4 separate regions of the Mus musculus genome follow, and all the other regions are linked to region 4. A link is a contact called in public HiChIP or PLAC-seq and promoter capture Hi-C data. All regions are on one chromosome and are shown on one strand. Each heading gives the region's core, a stretch centred on a gene start, on an enhancer-like site or on the middle of the called end of the contact. The rest is flanking DNA. Distances are from core to core; before and after follow the strand shown.

Evidence for each region. Promoter capture Hi-C pulls out the DNA fragments that hold promoters and counts their contacts. HiChIP or PLAC-seq counts read pairs in DNA pulled down with a chosen protein or histone mark.
Region 1: a contact with region 4 is called in an H3K27ac HiChIP or PLAC-seq map of embryonic stem cells, with 5 times the contacts expected there. The contact joins the promoter of Zfr here to the promoter of 4930556M19Rik in region 4. A contact is called at or near these places in 1 of 39 promoter capture datasets (liver), 2 of 115 datasets of contacts at active chromatin or transcription factors (embryonic stem cells and pancreatic cancer cells) and 1 of 9 other capture datasets (macrophages).
Region 2: a contact with region 4 is called in a promoter capture Hi-C map of liver, with 2.4 times the contacts expected there. The contact joins the promoter of Golph3 here to the promoter of 4930556M19Rik in region 4. A contact is called at or near these places in 1 of 39 promoter capture datasets (liver) and 1 of 115 datasets of contacts at active chromatin or transcription factors (pancreatic cancer cells).
Region 3: a promoter capture Hi-C map of liver shows a contact between it and region 4, with 4 times the contacts expected there. The contact joins the promoter of Mtmr12 here to the promoter of 4930556M19Rik in region 4. A contact is called at or near these places in 3 of 39 promoter capture datasets (the C10 cell line, embryonic stem cells and liver), 1 of 115 datasets of contacts at active chromatin or transcription factors (embryonic stem cells) and 1 of 9 other capture datasets (embryonic stem cells).

The regions. Positions count from the first base shown.
Region 1 is chr15:12,115,570-12,119,130 of GRCm38.p6, reverse strand. Zfr (zinc finger RNA binding protein) reads right to left here and starts at 1,280. Exons shown (of 20, transcript NM_011767.2): 1 at 1,184-1,280; 2 at 793-892. The coding sequence starts at 1,220.
Region 2 is chr15:12,319,765-12,323,158 of GRCm38.p6, reverse strand. It overlaps Golph3 (golgi phosphoprotein 3), which reads right to left and starts at 1,663. Exons shown (of 4, transcript NM_025673.2): 1 at 1,203-1,663. The coding sequence starts at 1,427. It overlaps Gm52210 (a long non-coding RNA gene), which reads left to right and starts at 2,581. Exons shown (of 2, transcript XR_003951630.1): 1 at 2,581-3,258.
Region 3 is chr15:12,203,665-12,206,988 of GRCm38.p6, reverse strand. It overlaps Mtmr12 (myotubularin related protein 12), which reads right to left and starts at 1,961. Exons shown (of 16, transcript NM_172958.4): 1 at 1,710-1,961. The coding sequence starts at 1,790.
Region 4 is chr15:10,713,181-10,716,758 of GRCm38.p6, reverse strand. It overlaps 4930556M19Rik (RIKEN cDNA 4930556M19 gene), which reads right to left and starts at 1,923. Exons shown (of 7, transcript NR_045063.1): 1 at 1,779-1,923; 2 at 1-111. Rai14 (retinoic acid induced 14) reads left to right here and starts at 2,128. Exons shown (of 18, transcript NM_001166408.1): 1 at 2,128-2,236.

The DNA.
Region 1 (3,561 bases), core at 31-2,530, 1.4 Mb before region 4:
CTCAAAGGAGAACCACCGGTCCACTTGGAGCCGTCCTCAATGGCTCCAAAGGCTACACACGCATCATCTACCCTAGGAACTTCGCACATCTTTTTCGGTCTAACAGCTAAACGATTCACAGGTGGTTGGCATATTAACATCTCCGCGAGCAAGAAAACCCAAAGGGAATGAGATGGAGGCGATGACGCTGGCAAAGTGGCAGTTAATCTGAGGGGCTGGGGGCAGGGGGGTGGTTGGTGGCGTCGGGGACCCAGGGCCAAGGGAAGGTACCGACAAAGACCTGCTGTGTGATCTGGGCTCCGGGGGCGTCGCGGTAGAGGCCGCTGACTCCGCACTCCGCGCGAGGCCCCTCGGCTCACTCTCTCTCCATTCCCCGAGCCAAAGGGAAGATAAGAGGTGGGGGGGTGACAGGGTGGAGGCGGGGACCCGGGAAGCCGAGGGGCCGCAGCGGGCGGCTCGGCTCCGCTCCAAGGCCGCGGGAGGCCATTTTACCTCCGGGGCCGTCCAAGGCCCTCCACGTCCCCAACCCCTCCGCAGTCATCCCTCCCCCGTCTCGGCCCCTCCGGGGGCCGCTGTCCGCCGGAGCCGGAGGCCGAGTGCGACACGGCAGGGAAGGGCGGGTGTGGGGAGGGTGCGGGGGGCTCCCGGCCGCGCCTGCCGCGGGGACCCGGGCTCTCGGGGCGGTGCGGCGGGGGCGGGGGCGGATGCGGCCGCGGGGCCGGAGCGTCGGCGGGAGCCGGACCGCGGGGCGCGGAGGGAAGAGGAAAAAGGGAGAAGGCGGGGAGCCGTTACCTATACTGGGCCGCAGCCGCCGCCGCCGCCGCCCCGCTGTGGGTGAATCCAAAGTAGTTGCCGGTCGCCATTTTGGCATCTTCCCCCAGCCGGCTGGGCACTGCGGCGGGCACGGAGAGTCAGGTCCCATGGCGGGAGGGCAGCCGTCAAGGGGTCGGGGTGCCGAGGGATGGCAAGGGAGAGAAAAGGGGCCGTGAGAAGCCGCCCTGGCCGGCGGGGACCGCGGCCGCGCCGCCGTCCGCCTCCCTCCCCGCACTCCCTCACTCACTCGCACGCCCGGGTGGCGGCCGCCGCCTCCTCCCCGGAGCTGGCCCCAACCCCCGCGCCTACCCGCCGCCCAGGGCCGGGGCAGGGCATGGCAGAGGCCTCCACGGGCCACATTTAGACTCACCATAGGTGAAAGAAACTACAGGGCATATGGGAATCATGGGCTCGGGCTGCTGCTGCTGAACTCTGAACTCTCACCCGCTGCCTCCCTCCTCTGCCCCACTCCTCCTCAGCGGAGAACAGACCGCCGCCGCCGGCCGCACCGCGCAAGCGCGCTAGTGCGATGCATCCTGGGAGATGTAGTCCTTACGCCCCGCGCCAACCCCCCCACCCCCCACCCGGGGGCTGGCGCAGGGCCCCCCGAGGAGCGGATTTCTGGGGTGCGGATGTGGGGTTCTCTCGTGGGACTACGGGCCCGGCCTTATCCTAAGCGATGGTGACTCGCACCCGCTGCAGGGAGGCTACAAGGCGGAGGAAGAGCGCCTCGCTCGGCCGCGGGGGAGTCGGGCAGCGTGACCAGATAGCGTGACGTCTGTTGGCCTTTTCGCCGCCTTACTTTTTCACCGGTTTCCTTTACTTTTGCGGCTGCGTTTGTTCTCTCTTTCAGCCCTCCTCTCTCCTTTAATTTCCATTAACATTTGAGCTGGCCTAATTCCTGTTGCTTGTCACTGGCCTTTGGAAAGGGGAGGAGACAACGATGGGGGGGAAAAGAGCAGAGGAAGTGCTGCACCAAGCATCTGCCCAGAACCCTGCCTGTCACAGGGGTCACACATTTTGCCAAGACCCCGCCCCACCTCACAGACAAGGAGCCTTTCAGGGTCATGTTGGCGGCCCCCAACAAGGTGTTGGGCGTTGTAGATGCCAGAAACGAAACGTGACATGTTGTAGGAGCAAAACAAAATCCCTGTTCACATGGAATTTTTGTTCTGGGAAGTCTTATGACACACTAGAGCCAAAAACATAGAAAATGTGGTGGGTGGGACTGGAGTATTAGGAATAAAAACAGGACAATGAAGATAAGGGGAGTTCGGGCGGTTAGGGCAAGCCCTGGAATAGAGACCTGACAGAAGCAAGAAAACCACCCAGGTAGCTACCTGGAGGAAGGGCAGTGGAGAAGTCTATAGAGTATCAAGGAAGTCACTCTGGCTAGAACTGAGTGCGGGGATGACCAGTTCAAATGTCTTTGTGAGAGTCTTAGATTTCCTGGGTAGAGGGGCATACACCTATAAATCCCATCATTGGAGAGGCTGAGACAGGAGGATTTCCCAGAGTTCTAGACCTGCCTACACTACAGAGGGAGACAGTGTTTCAAAATAGAAACTACCCACCTATTCACTCCTTACCTGAGCTTCAAAAGAGTGCCAGGTCTCCCTGGGTCAGGATCAATACTTTATAAATAGTTCTTTACTGCATGCAACTGTGTCTTCATTACAGATGCTTTAGTGTTATCTCTGTATTGTCTCAGGCCATTTTCAGTCACACCTCCCCCACCTCCACCCCCCCCCCCCCCGCCCATTTCTTTTCTACTGCTAGGGATGGAGCTGAGATGACCTGAGCTAGCGATCGTTCTCTCTCTCTCTCTCTCTCTCTCTCTCTCTCTCTCTCTTCTCTCTCTCTCTTTCTCCTTTAGTTAGGGTCTTGCTGGCTGACCTGGAGACCTGGCACTCACTATACTGCTTCCGCTGGGCTCTCCCTCCCCTTCCATCCCCTCTCCCAGCCACTCCTGGACTGATTTCTGTCGTCTTGCTCTTACCCTGCCTCCACCAAGGCCTAGGAAGCGCTGCACCTCACCTCTCACCTGCCTCGTGGCCATCCAGCAGCCCCCTGCTGCTTATCTCTTAAGTCTGATGAGCCTTAAAACAGTCAGAGTGAATCAGAACTCACCCGTGGAAATCAGCGCTTTAGTCTACCTAAGGCAAACATTGCCTCAGTCCCCACTGGCGTCAACCCCCACACCTCCTACAACAGTACAGGTTCTGAGAACCTGCCTGGTTTGTCTTTTTTCTCATTTCAAAGGGAAAATGTAGGGCTTTGGGGGAAAATCAGTGTCATTGTTTTCGAGAACACTGATGGTTCCCAATTGTGTTGCTAAGGGGGAAAAAAATCTCCTACATATGGGGCATTAGAACTGTGTTGAAAAGGTGACTTGCCTTGAACTTCACGGAACAATGAAGTCTCTAGGCTAGCTAAGCAGCCAGCTGCTTCCATAAGCCTCACCACTAGTAAGCTATTTGCATTAAATGGGAGGAGAAGAGTCGGGTGGCAATTGTTGATTTCTGTTAAGGGCTGGCTTTCTGTTTGGCTGCTTGTCTTGAGAGGATAGAGTTACAGTGTTGATAACTTACACTGAACTGAAGTAGAAACTGGCTTCTTGGTGGTGATGGTCCTTCGGGGTGTGACAGGCTAGCCTATAGTAAGTACTTTAGCTTGCCCTCACCTTGTTTAGGAAAGATGTTTGGAGCAGACTGAAAGAAAAAAAAAAGATCTGGGTCTTGGGGGAGC
Region 2 (3,394 bases), core at 414-2,913, 1.6 Mb before region 4:
GCTGAATGGTATTAAGGCATCAAGAAGCACTTCCCTGGGTAGTATCTAATATCCGGGAACCACAAACAGTCCCTGGAAAAACTCAGCTCTCTACCGCTGCTAAGTCTGAGGAACTAAAAAACTGTTTTATAGGATGAACTGAGTTTTGTTCTGGTTTGTTTCTTGTCCTCCTTCCTGAATTCTGAAAACGTATTTAAAAACAAGATCCAATACCTTTCTGTCTGACTCTCAAAATGTGTTGTCTAGAGTTTCCACACTGAAACGAAACAAACTTCCGGGCCACCTCATCATACATGATTTATGAAACATCCAATCCTGCAAGTCTGCCCTTAAAAATAATCATCTTTAGAGATGGATGGGTATTAATAAAATCAATCAAACATTAACTACAGAATCCAGACATTTAAAAGACGGACACTTGCACTTTTTCAACTTATATGTGTGAAATTCCTAAATATCTGGGGTGACCTTTCCAAACGTCAGAACACAACTTAAGCCTACCTAAATCTTTGCAGTCTTTCATCAAAGCGCAAACTTGGTATTCCTCCCAGCTCTTCACAAGCCCTCCCTTAAAATGGCAAAACGGAAAGGACGACAGCAGATCTAACCGCAAAACTAACTCATCGCTCGCTCAAACCAAGTTCATCCAAAAAGTAACTTCCTAGGTTTTATATCAACTTAGTATTGACTTTTTAAAACAATACCCAGTAAAAACAACTTTGCTAATTTCTTAACCGCGCGCCGCAACTCAAGTTTTACATAAGAAAGAGGGCCGACAGCAAGTAGATCCGCGAACCTCTCCCGGGTCTTAAAACCTGCAAAAACTCAATACTTGGGAGCCGCGGTAGCCCCGAGTCTTTAGATCTCAACAGTCTTGGGTTGGAGTTGCCATTATTTGCGGCAGACGGCGAAGAAGAAGAAACGCAAAGATCGCCAAGACTTCGGAACTAAGAGTGCTTGTGAGCAGAGGACGGGAAAACCCAAGCGAGCACTTGGTACCGGGAGGATCGGGAGCACTCGGAGCGCAGCCGGAGAGGGCTGACTCCCACACTCCTTGGGACGAGAGGGCGCTCAGGGGCGCGGGGCTCCGGAAGCAGGGACAGGTGAGGCCTCGGCCAGCGCCCACCCGGGCCCCACCTGGAGCCACCCGGGTCCCGCTGCCACCCCGGCTGCCACCCCGGCCGGGGCCGCGGCGCCCGCACCTCTCGGTCCTTGAGGCCCAGCAGGAGCACCTCCTCCATCAGGGTCAGCCGCGTTTCCTTGGAGTCGCCCTTGTCGTCGTCGTCCTGCTCGTCGCGGCGGCTCTGCGCCTCGTCCTCGCCGCTGCCGCCGCCGCCTCCCGCCGCCCGCTCCTTGTCGGCAGCGTTCCGGGAGGCCTCGGTGCGCCGCTGCACCAGGCCCGAGCTCCGCTGGGTCAGCGAGGTCATGGCTCCCGCACAAGAGCCGCGCCGGACCGACAGGGACGCGGGACCGGCCGGCTCTCCCTCACGGCCCCGGCCCCGGGAGCTTCCGTGTTAATTCTTGGAGCTGGGGCGATGTCCGTGGGCTGCGGGGCCGAAGGCGGTCATGAGGAGCCGGAGCTGGGCGAAGCCGGCGGGCCGGGCGTCGATGGGGTACACAAGGGAGCCTTCAGCCCGCGGCTGTGGCCCCCCACACAGCCCAGGAGCCCGAGCGGAGGCGGCGGCGGCGGTGGCGCTTCCCAATATGGCGGCGCGCGCTGACGTCACCGGAGGATGTGGCAGCGCCGGCGCGGGGCGGGGCCGGGGTGCCGGAAGCGGCGCGAGCGGGGGGCGTGGCTAGCCGCCTCCCACTTCGGCGGACACTTGAGCTTCTGGACTCGCTAGTGGCCCTGAGTCTGGAGACGAAAGGTTTGCGATCGGTGACCTGCCCGGCTTTCATCCGCCTCTCAGTTCACTCTAAAGGTCCGGCCTGGCGCCAGCGACCAGTGAGATCTCTCCTGGATCCCAGAAGCCGAGGCCAGGCTAGGGCGGACCCCACTGAGACCTCAGCATCCCTGGGGATCAGCCACTATAGCCCGGGTCCTCACTACCTACGGGGAGGACTTGGCTCTTCGCCTGTGAAACTCCCGAGTTTCAAAAGGAGTCATCTACACTCGGGCGTTTAAAGCTGTTCATGTACTGTGCTCTGGCGTAGAGAGGTTAAACAAATTGACGAATTGTGTTTGTAAAACTTTCCTACCTCCGACTGCGGCTGTAAAGTGGTCAGGGCGCACTGTACTGTTAGGACAGCCGACCTTAGGATTCTTTTATAGCGACAGTAAACCTCTTGAGTTTCATGCCACGTCTTTGTAGCCCTAAATCTATTTTCGATGTAATTACTAGGTTCAATCCCTTTGGCAGTTTGTGCAAATCAAGTTAAAGGAAAAACTGCCAAACCTGAGAAGGGTTTGGAGAAGTAGAAGGGCGGGTCTTATGAGAAAACATTATCCAAAAACGGTATCGTAGGTCTGTCCAGTATTATTTAAAATAAACAGTAACCATACGCAGTGAGTAAGCCAGGTTTAGACAGAATATTCCCCGCGCCCAAATACGTTGTCTCAACTCCTACGGGGACAGTAAGTCCCAGTAGGTCCTCCCACCCACAGCCCCAAGCTACCTTCCCTTTTTCCTGAAAAAAAAAAAAAAAAAAAAATGTGTCCTCAGCCAGTTTCTCCCATTCACGTCACCTTTTTGTTCCTTCACCTTTCTGGTCATTCTTTGCCAACTGACTTTAAATGTCCTTTGTAAATTAAATGGTTATTTAACTCAGAAGGTTAAATCCAAAAAGCACAAAGCTGTGCGTACAGGCTCTGCCTGTTCGGCTAGTTGCTCCTGTCCCTGCGGAGATTTTTTTTTTTTTTTAAATGGGGTAAGATGTGAAGCTTCGTTGGGGAGGTAGTCAGTGGGCACAGTACTTGAGGACAAATTAGAAACTGGCATCTGGGAGGCAGAGGCAGATTCCTGGAGGCTTCCTTGCCAGTGAGCCTCGCCACATGGGCAAGCAAATGGGTAAGTGCCTAGGTCCCAATAAGAAGCCTTGCCTCAGAAACAGTGTGAGGGCCCAGCGAATGGCTCAGTGGGTCAACAGCTTGCTGAGCTAGCGTGAGGACCAAAGTTCAAATCCCAGCACTCATGAGCACCAAGTACATTCCTGTAATAGCAGCCTTAGGAAGCTAAGAAAGACAGATCCTGGAAGCCTGTGAAACAGTTAAAGAGGATGCCTGAGGTCAACGTCTGGCCTCTACAAGTTCATGAACAGGTAAGAACAGCAGACATAAAACACACACTAGATAGATAGATAGATAGATAGATAGATAGATAGATAGATAGATAGATAGATAGATGAGATAGGAGCAGTACCTAAGGAATGATCACAATTTGTTATTTGCTTTGGT
Region 3 (3,324 bases), core at 712-3,211, 1.5 Mb before region 4:
AGAGAATCTTAGCCAGTACCAACTACAACAAAGACGCACAGCATCCTCACAGCACGGTCTTAGACACAAAAACACAAAGCTGCCCTCTAAGAAGACCCCAAAGCCATGAGTCCAGTGAGCTGAGCTACCACTTTCCCTACTGCCTCTCAAGGGAGACAGAGCAGCGCTGATGGCAAAAACTGCACAGTCAGATGAAGGACTGGCGCACTCTTGAACTCTGGCCAGACTTCAGAAGACTCTTCACTTGCAGTTTACTCTCACTAAATGAGAAAGGTTAAAGGTTAAAGGTCAAAGGCAGTTAGCGTTCAACTAGGGTGCTATCAAAGAAAGACAAAGAGAACCTGACCACATTACCTCTATGGACTACAGGGTGAAATGTAAGGTGACCCTGTCTCTCCATATCAAGTTCTGACAGAGGAAGTGGTTTTTATTTGAAAATTACGACTGAAAATAGGTTCCATTTTAGTACTCTCCACTAGATGCCTTGATTTCAAGACACACATGCAAATGCTGCAGGCCCCAGGTCTCTGATATCTCATTTCAGGCCCACCTGTTTTCCACCTTAGCAAGTGAGAAGTGGGAAGACATTTGGAGGCAGTAAATTTGGTAGAGCATCTACCTGCACACAGACAGATTGCAGAAGCTAGGCATGGTCGTACTACCTTGAGTTCTAGCATTCGGGAGGCAGAGGCAAGCAGAGCTCTGTGACTTCGAGGCCAGACTGCTCTACATAGTGAGTTCCAGCACAGCCAGGCTACATAATCGAGAGACAAACAAACAAAATTGCAAAAGCAGGGAAAAAAAAAACCGCACACAACTTTCACAAATCGAAAATGAGAAGGAGTCTACTAAAAGGTAAGGAACGACTGCTCCAGAAGTCTTCAACATGCTCTAGTTCTGATCTCTTCAATGTCCTCCTCATTCACGGAACTCCAGAACTGGCAGCCTTCCCTGGGGCCGTCCAGGACTCCTTACCTAGACCTAACGTCCTCTAACGTCCTGACTGAAATACCACCTTTGCAAGAATGAAAGGATTCCTTGTCCCCACCATCTTCTAAGTACTATACAATTAATAATCGCATATCGTTGACTGTTTGTTTCTTTTTACATAAGCTCCCAAGGAGCTCGATCTTTGTTCTGTTCACTGATACTTAGCACAAGCTTTCCAGGATCGTACCTGGCACACAGTAGGAGCGCAGAAAGTATTTCCCGAGTGAATGCACTTCTCGACTAGAATTGCAGTTTGGAAGGGGGGAGATGAAATGGGAAGAAGCGGGAGGAGGATGCTCTGGGCAGACACCGAAAGAGGCCAAGGCCGACCCACATACAGCAGCGCGGACGCAAAGCAGTGCACCACCCGCGACAGAGACGAACTCTCAGGACTCGCGGAGAAAAGTCCCGGGCAGAGCACACACACCGGGCTGCGGGCTGCCGGGGGAACCCCGTCGGGTTCCCGACCACGCAAGCTTTCTCTTCCCTTCCCGGATACCTGGGGCGCCGGAGCCGCCGGACCTCCCGGGCTCCGGCTCCCGCCCACAGGCGCGGTGGCGAGCGACAGGGCCCTGCCCCAGCACCTGCCCGGCCTGCCGCAGGGGTCCGGGCCGCGGCCAGCCCGGGAGGCCCCAGAGCGCCCCGCCCGGCACCCCGGCAGGAAGCGCCCCTGCCCCGGCCGCTCCACCCGCCGCCGCGCTCGCCCGGCGCACTCTCACCTCAGGGCGTACGTACGACACGAAGGAGGGCTTGGGCGCCTTGGTGCCGCCGCCACCGCCGACTCCCCCTTTCCCCAGCATCCCGCCGCCTTGCGAAGCAACGAAGCCGAAGCGCGGCGACAGCAGAGGCGGCGGCTCCGGCTCAGGTTCCGGCAGCGGCGGCGGCCACCAGCACCAGCGGCCGGGGCTCCGCCCATCCCTAGGGCCGCGGCGGCGGCAGCAGTACCGCCCGCATCCGGCTCCGCCGCTGACACCGTTCGCTCCGCCCAGGCCACGCGCCCCGCCTAGCGACCGTGGGACACGCCCACCGCCGCTCGCTCTGCTCCGGCTGAGGTCCCGCCCACAGCATGGGACTGGCCACGCCCACCCCTTGTTGGCCGAGGTATTTGCTCTAGCCAATGCGGAGAGCGTTCTCTCCGGGCTTCCCCACGATTGGCTAGCGAGAATGTCGCCATTTGCCCAATGGTCCTGCCGTCGCTAAGTTGTTGCGGGCAAGTCGTTCTACCCATTTTGCTTCTTTTACTGGCCAGCAGCTTTGAAATTCAGCTTGCTGAACAGAATGCCTCCGCAGAAGCTTCAAAACCACACCGACGACGTTCAGACTTTAGACGAATGAAGAGAGACAGAGCGGATAGGAACTGACTAAAGTGACGTAAAATGTTGTGTTCAACTTCAAACTTCTTTTGTTTGTCGCTTGGTTTCTAACTGGTAAGATATCAAAAGCCCTTAAGACTTATCTGCTCTCCCAAGTTATCGACAAACCTCTCATATTAAGCCAAGATAGCAAATAAAACACACACACACACACACACACACACACACACACTATTCATTTCTATTCATTTGAATTCCACCTTTGGGGCACTTGCCTCGCGTGAGCAAGACCAAATTGAATTCTCCCTGTGGAGCATTGTGTTAGAAGAATAAGATACGATGCAGCTCACCCGAAGTTGTTCCATCTACTGTGAAAAGCCAATAAACATTTGCAGTTAATTTTTCAAGTGTCAGGCACCTTGCTATGCCTTAGTCTGACCAACTGCACCACCCCCTTGTATTTCTTTTAAAATTCCCAACTAAGTACTACAAGTGACACGGAAGGGTGGTTAGTGCACACCTGCTATTCCAGCACCTGGAAGGCCAGACAGAAAGATAGTGAATTTGTGGCCAGCTCGGACTACTTAGGAAGTCCCCAGGCAACCTAGATCACAAATAAGACCTTCCTCTCAAAACCTAGCAATTAACTGTGCTTTTCCACGTTGGTTCCCAGGAAGGAGAGGTGACCTCTCTGATTCCGATATGCCAGACAGATTCTGTTGCTTTTGTTTCCAGGATCTGACCCAACCCATAAACAGAAATGCTGGCTTTTGATAGAAATTCACCAAGCAAATGTCCCTTTCTGCCGGCCGTCAAGCTAACGTTAAGTGTTACTAGATCACCCTGATCTTTAACATCTGCTGAAGGTCAAGCCCTGTTGTAATACGACTCTGAAAACTTGACACTGTCTCTGGGTCTGTACACTTCCCAGGAATGGGAGCCAACAAAAGAAACGTTTTAAATACCAAAAAACCAGCTGGTTTGCCACCCTCTTCTGATTGTGTCCGTCCCCCTCCCCCAT
Region 4 (3,578 bases), core at 674-3,173:
CCCATCAGATTTTAACAGTCTTTAGATAGCAGTTACTCACTTCATTCTGGCAGCCAATTCACAGTCCCAGACATGTTCAAAACCTGAGCTCGGTTAGCATTTCTAAAACTCCTGGGCAAAACAAAAACAAAACAATGAGAAGACGTTACTTAACCCCAAACCGATTTCTGTGCAGGAGGAAGCATTTTGAGGGTTGTCTAAGGAAGGTTGAAGACTCTAGAGTACACTGGGTGTTAATTTTGAGTTTGAAAAGATTGAATCTGCAAACGGTTTTGGCACAGTCTCCCCTCCACACAGTGCCTCACACACATCAAACTTGCTGATGGGGGCTGAGTTATAAACTAATGAGGGTAGCACACAAGGCACCTATGGGAACAGGGCAGCGTGAGAAAGGGGTCTTTTCAGGTGACCAGGAAAGATAAGCAGAGGCGAAGACTTGGGTGATGAAAGGCTGGTTAGAGAGACACTTGTTGAATAGTTTAACTACAGTTTGTCGTCGGTTTCCTAAACAATATGCACACACTGGCATTTCCAAAGGAGCCTTTGACAGGCTGTACCACCCTCCCAGCTGCCTCTGATTCAACAAAAAGCAGATCCACAGGTGGTTACCTTTCCTCCAGCTGGAGGATCGGTAGAAGGTACTTAAATACTCTGTTGGTAACTGATTAAAGAACCCAAGATCAAAACCCGGTTAGAAGAAATGGCCCACACTACACAGGGTGCTGTCAATTGTTTCTTTTAGTGTGGTTTTTAGTTCCACATCACATGTGTAAAAGTGTGTATCTTGCTTTGAATTGGCTCCCCACTCCCACTCCCCTGCCCCGCCCCCCCCCCCCAGGGATTCTTTTTGATGTATGGTACTTAGGAAGTAAAGACTATTGAGCTAAAGATGAAGCTTTTGTTTTCTAGTTGGCAAGTTCGCTTGTGAAAGCTAAGGCAAGGTGTTCTCTTAGGGAAAGGAGTGAAGGGGTGGGGTAAAAAAAAACAAACAAACAAAAAAAAACAAACCACCCGATCCGATGGTAACACACAAAGTCAAGATACTGTACACTGATTGCTGTTAGGGTGACTCTCACTTCTGTTGGAACTGGTTGTTTTTCCTCCTTACTTCAGTGGACTTACAGGCGATCCTAGCAAAAATAGCTAGGATCTGCTTACTCTAGAAACCTTTCTGTGCGAAAGACACAACACCAACCAGGAGTCCCATGGAGCTTTGGTGAGTCAAACTTTTTACGATCTAGCTGGCTAGTGGGACTAAAATCCCTGCTTAAATTAGGGGAATAATAGTGAGATTTCAAACCCTCAGAATTAATGGAAGGGTCGATTCGGTTCAGAGGTCCGGTCCTGGTGGTCTGGGGGAGGGAAGCTTTACCGGATCTCAGGACTTCCAAACTCAAGACACCCCGCTGAGGGCGCTCCTGCCCCTATCTAGCCGGCCAGTCCAGGCTGTAGATAGTCTCCCAAGCCCTGAGCAGAACACAACTAAGTTTTGTCTTACACCTGAGGAGTGTTAGGAAACAGTCGCTCCAACCAACTGGTTTAGCCCAGAAAATGTAAGTACATTCTGGTTTACTTTCTTTTCGTTCACACTGGAAATGGAACCGATCTCAGTCTGGTTCAGAGGGGGCTTGGGTCGGTGACTCGGCTTTTCCTAAGACTACAGATAACTTTGGAAACTGACCAGAAACAAGTACTTTTTCCGAGCCCTTATCCTACCCCAGCGGTGGAACCCGCATACCGCGGATCTCACTAACTTCAAGTTAAGGTGTGAGACAGACCCACGCAGAAGGATTCCCACGATCCGCAGAAACGCAAGCGTGGACGTCCGGGACGCGCCGCGGGCCGGGGCGTGGGCGGTCGCAGAGCACCTCCCGCAGGTCCAGGGAGCAGCTCCGGGGCCAGGTCACCTGACTCCCGGAATTTGGGGCCGCGCGGAGTGGGAGTGGCTAGCAACTCCCTCCTGGAGCCCACGGGATCCAGGTCGGGGGCCGGCGCCCGGCGGCCACGTGGTGGTGCTGCCGTTGCCCCCGCCCTGCCGGCGGAGCCCCGGAGCTGAGCGCCCACTGACCCCGCGTCGGGAGGAGGAGGAGAAGGAGGAGGAGGAGGAGGAGGAGGAGGAGGAGGGACCCAGCGCAGGAAGCCGAGCAGGAAGCGAGCCCGGCAGCCGCACTTTCCTGGGGAAGCGGCGGGCGGGACGGCCAGCGGGGCCAGGAGCTGAGGCCGCCGCTTGGATGGGGTGAGTGGCGGCGGCGAGGCTGGGGTGCGGGCTCTGGACTCGGTCCCCGCCTTTGTGTCTGGGGCTGCGCAGAGCTCCGGGCGCCGAGAGGAGCGGGCGGGAGTTTTGGTCTGGACAGAGCTTTGGCCGCTCACTGACCACGGAAGACAGTTGGAAGGGGGGGTGGGGTGGAGGAACGGGAGGATAGTGGGGATCTGGCAGAAAGAGAGAGAGGTGCGACCTAGTTTGGAAAGGGGGTTCGCCTCCTCTGGCGGTCTGGTGCGGGACAGTGGCGCGGGGTGTCTGCGGAGGGAGCGCGGGTGGGAATGAATGACCGGACCCGAGAGGACGCTGTGGCTGCGCCCCCGGGGCAGCCCGTCCCACTTTCGTGCCCTGCCCCGGGTCCGGTGCCCCAGTCCTTGCTCCCTGGCTCGACCCACCTCTTGACTGAACTTGGAAAAGCCGGAGACGGGAGGTGGGAGCGAGAGACGCCCGGTGGCTCTGGAGACCCACAGTCCGCTATTGTTCCTTTACGGACTCAAGGGAGCTGGTGAGCTGTCTGGAGGGCGCAGGCGAGACCACCCTGGGCCTGCCACTACCCCTTACCCCCAACTCTCCTTGTCATTTTCCCCCACCACAGCTCCTAGGAGGGCAGGGAGGAGGATGCTGGAGTTGGGAAACATTCCAAGCTGCTGGGCTTAGGTCGGCATCCTTCGCGACCCGTCCGGGAGGGCAAGCATCCATCCTTCTTTCAACTCTCGCCTACTGTCTTGGGCCAGTTTGTGTCGCCAGTTTAGGTTCTGCAGTTTCCAGTAGTTTTTCATTTTGGATTTCACATTTCCTTTGGTGGAGGGGGGTTAAGTATGGAAAGGCAACAGATGGGGAGATTAAAGCAGATGGAGCCCACTGTGACTTAAAGAGGCAGGGGTGACCTCACAGAGGCCTGAGCTTTATATAAAGCCAGGCTTTCTTTTCTAAGGAGCCCAGCTCAGCTCAACTTTACGTCGTTACCAAGTATGCAGATGCAAGGCCACTCACTTCGTACCTGCTCCTTCCCTTCACTCTGAACTCTGGTGATTTGAATGCTATCGGCTTTAGGAAGAATAGCGCAGAGCAGAGCTGCCTGGGACTAGAAGACTGCTTATTGTCTGGGGTATGAGATCTCAAGGTTGTGAAGGCTGGCCTAGAGAAGAACAAGGTTTGTCCCTTTAGCGGATCTAGCGTTTGCTCTTTTAGCGAGAACTTGCATCTCCTATGGGTTTGAACGGAATTGGAAAAAAGCCTGTGAATCCCAGGGAGGTTGGACTTCGCTTTGTCCCACCAGTGCTGGGCCCTTGCTTACACGTGAGAAAGCGAGTCGTTT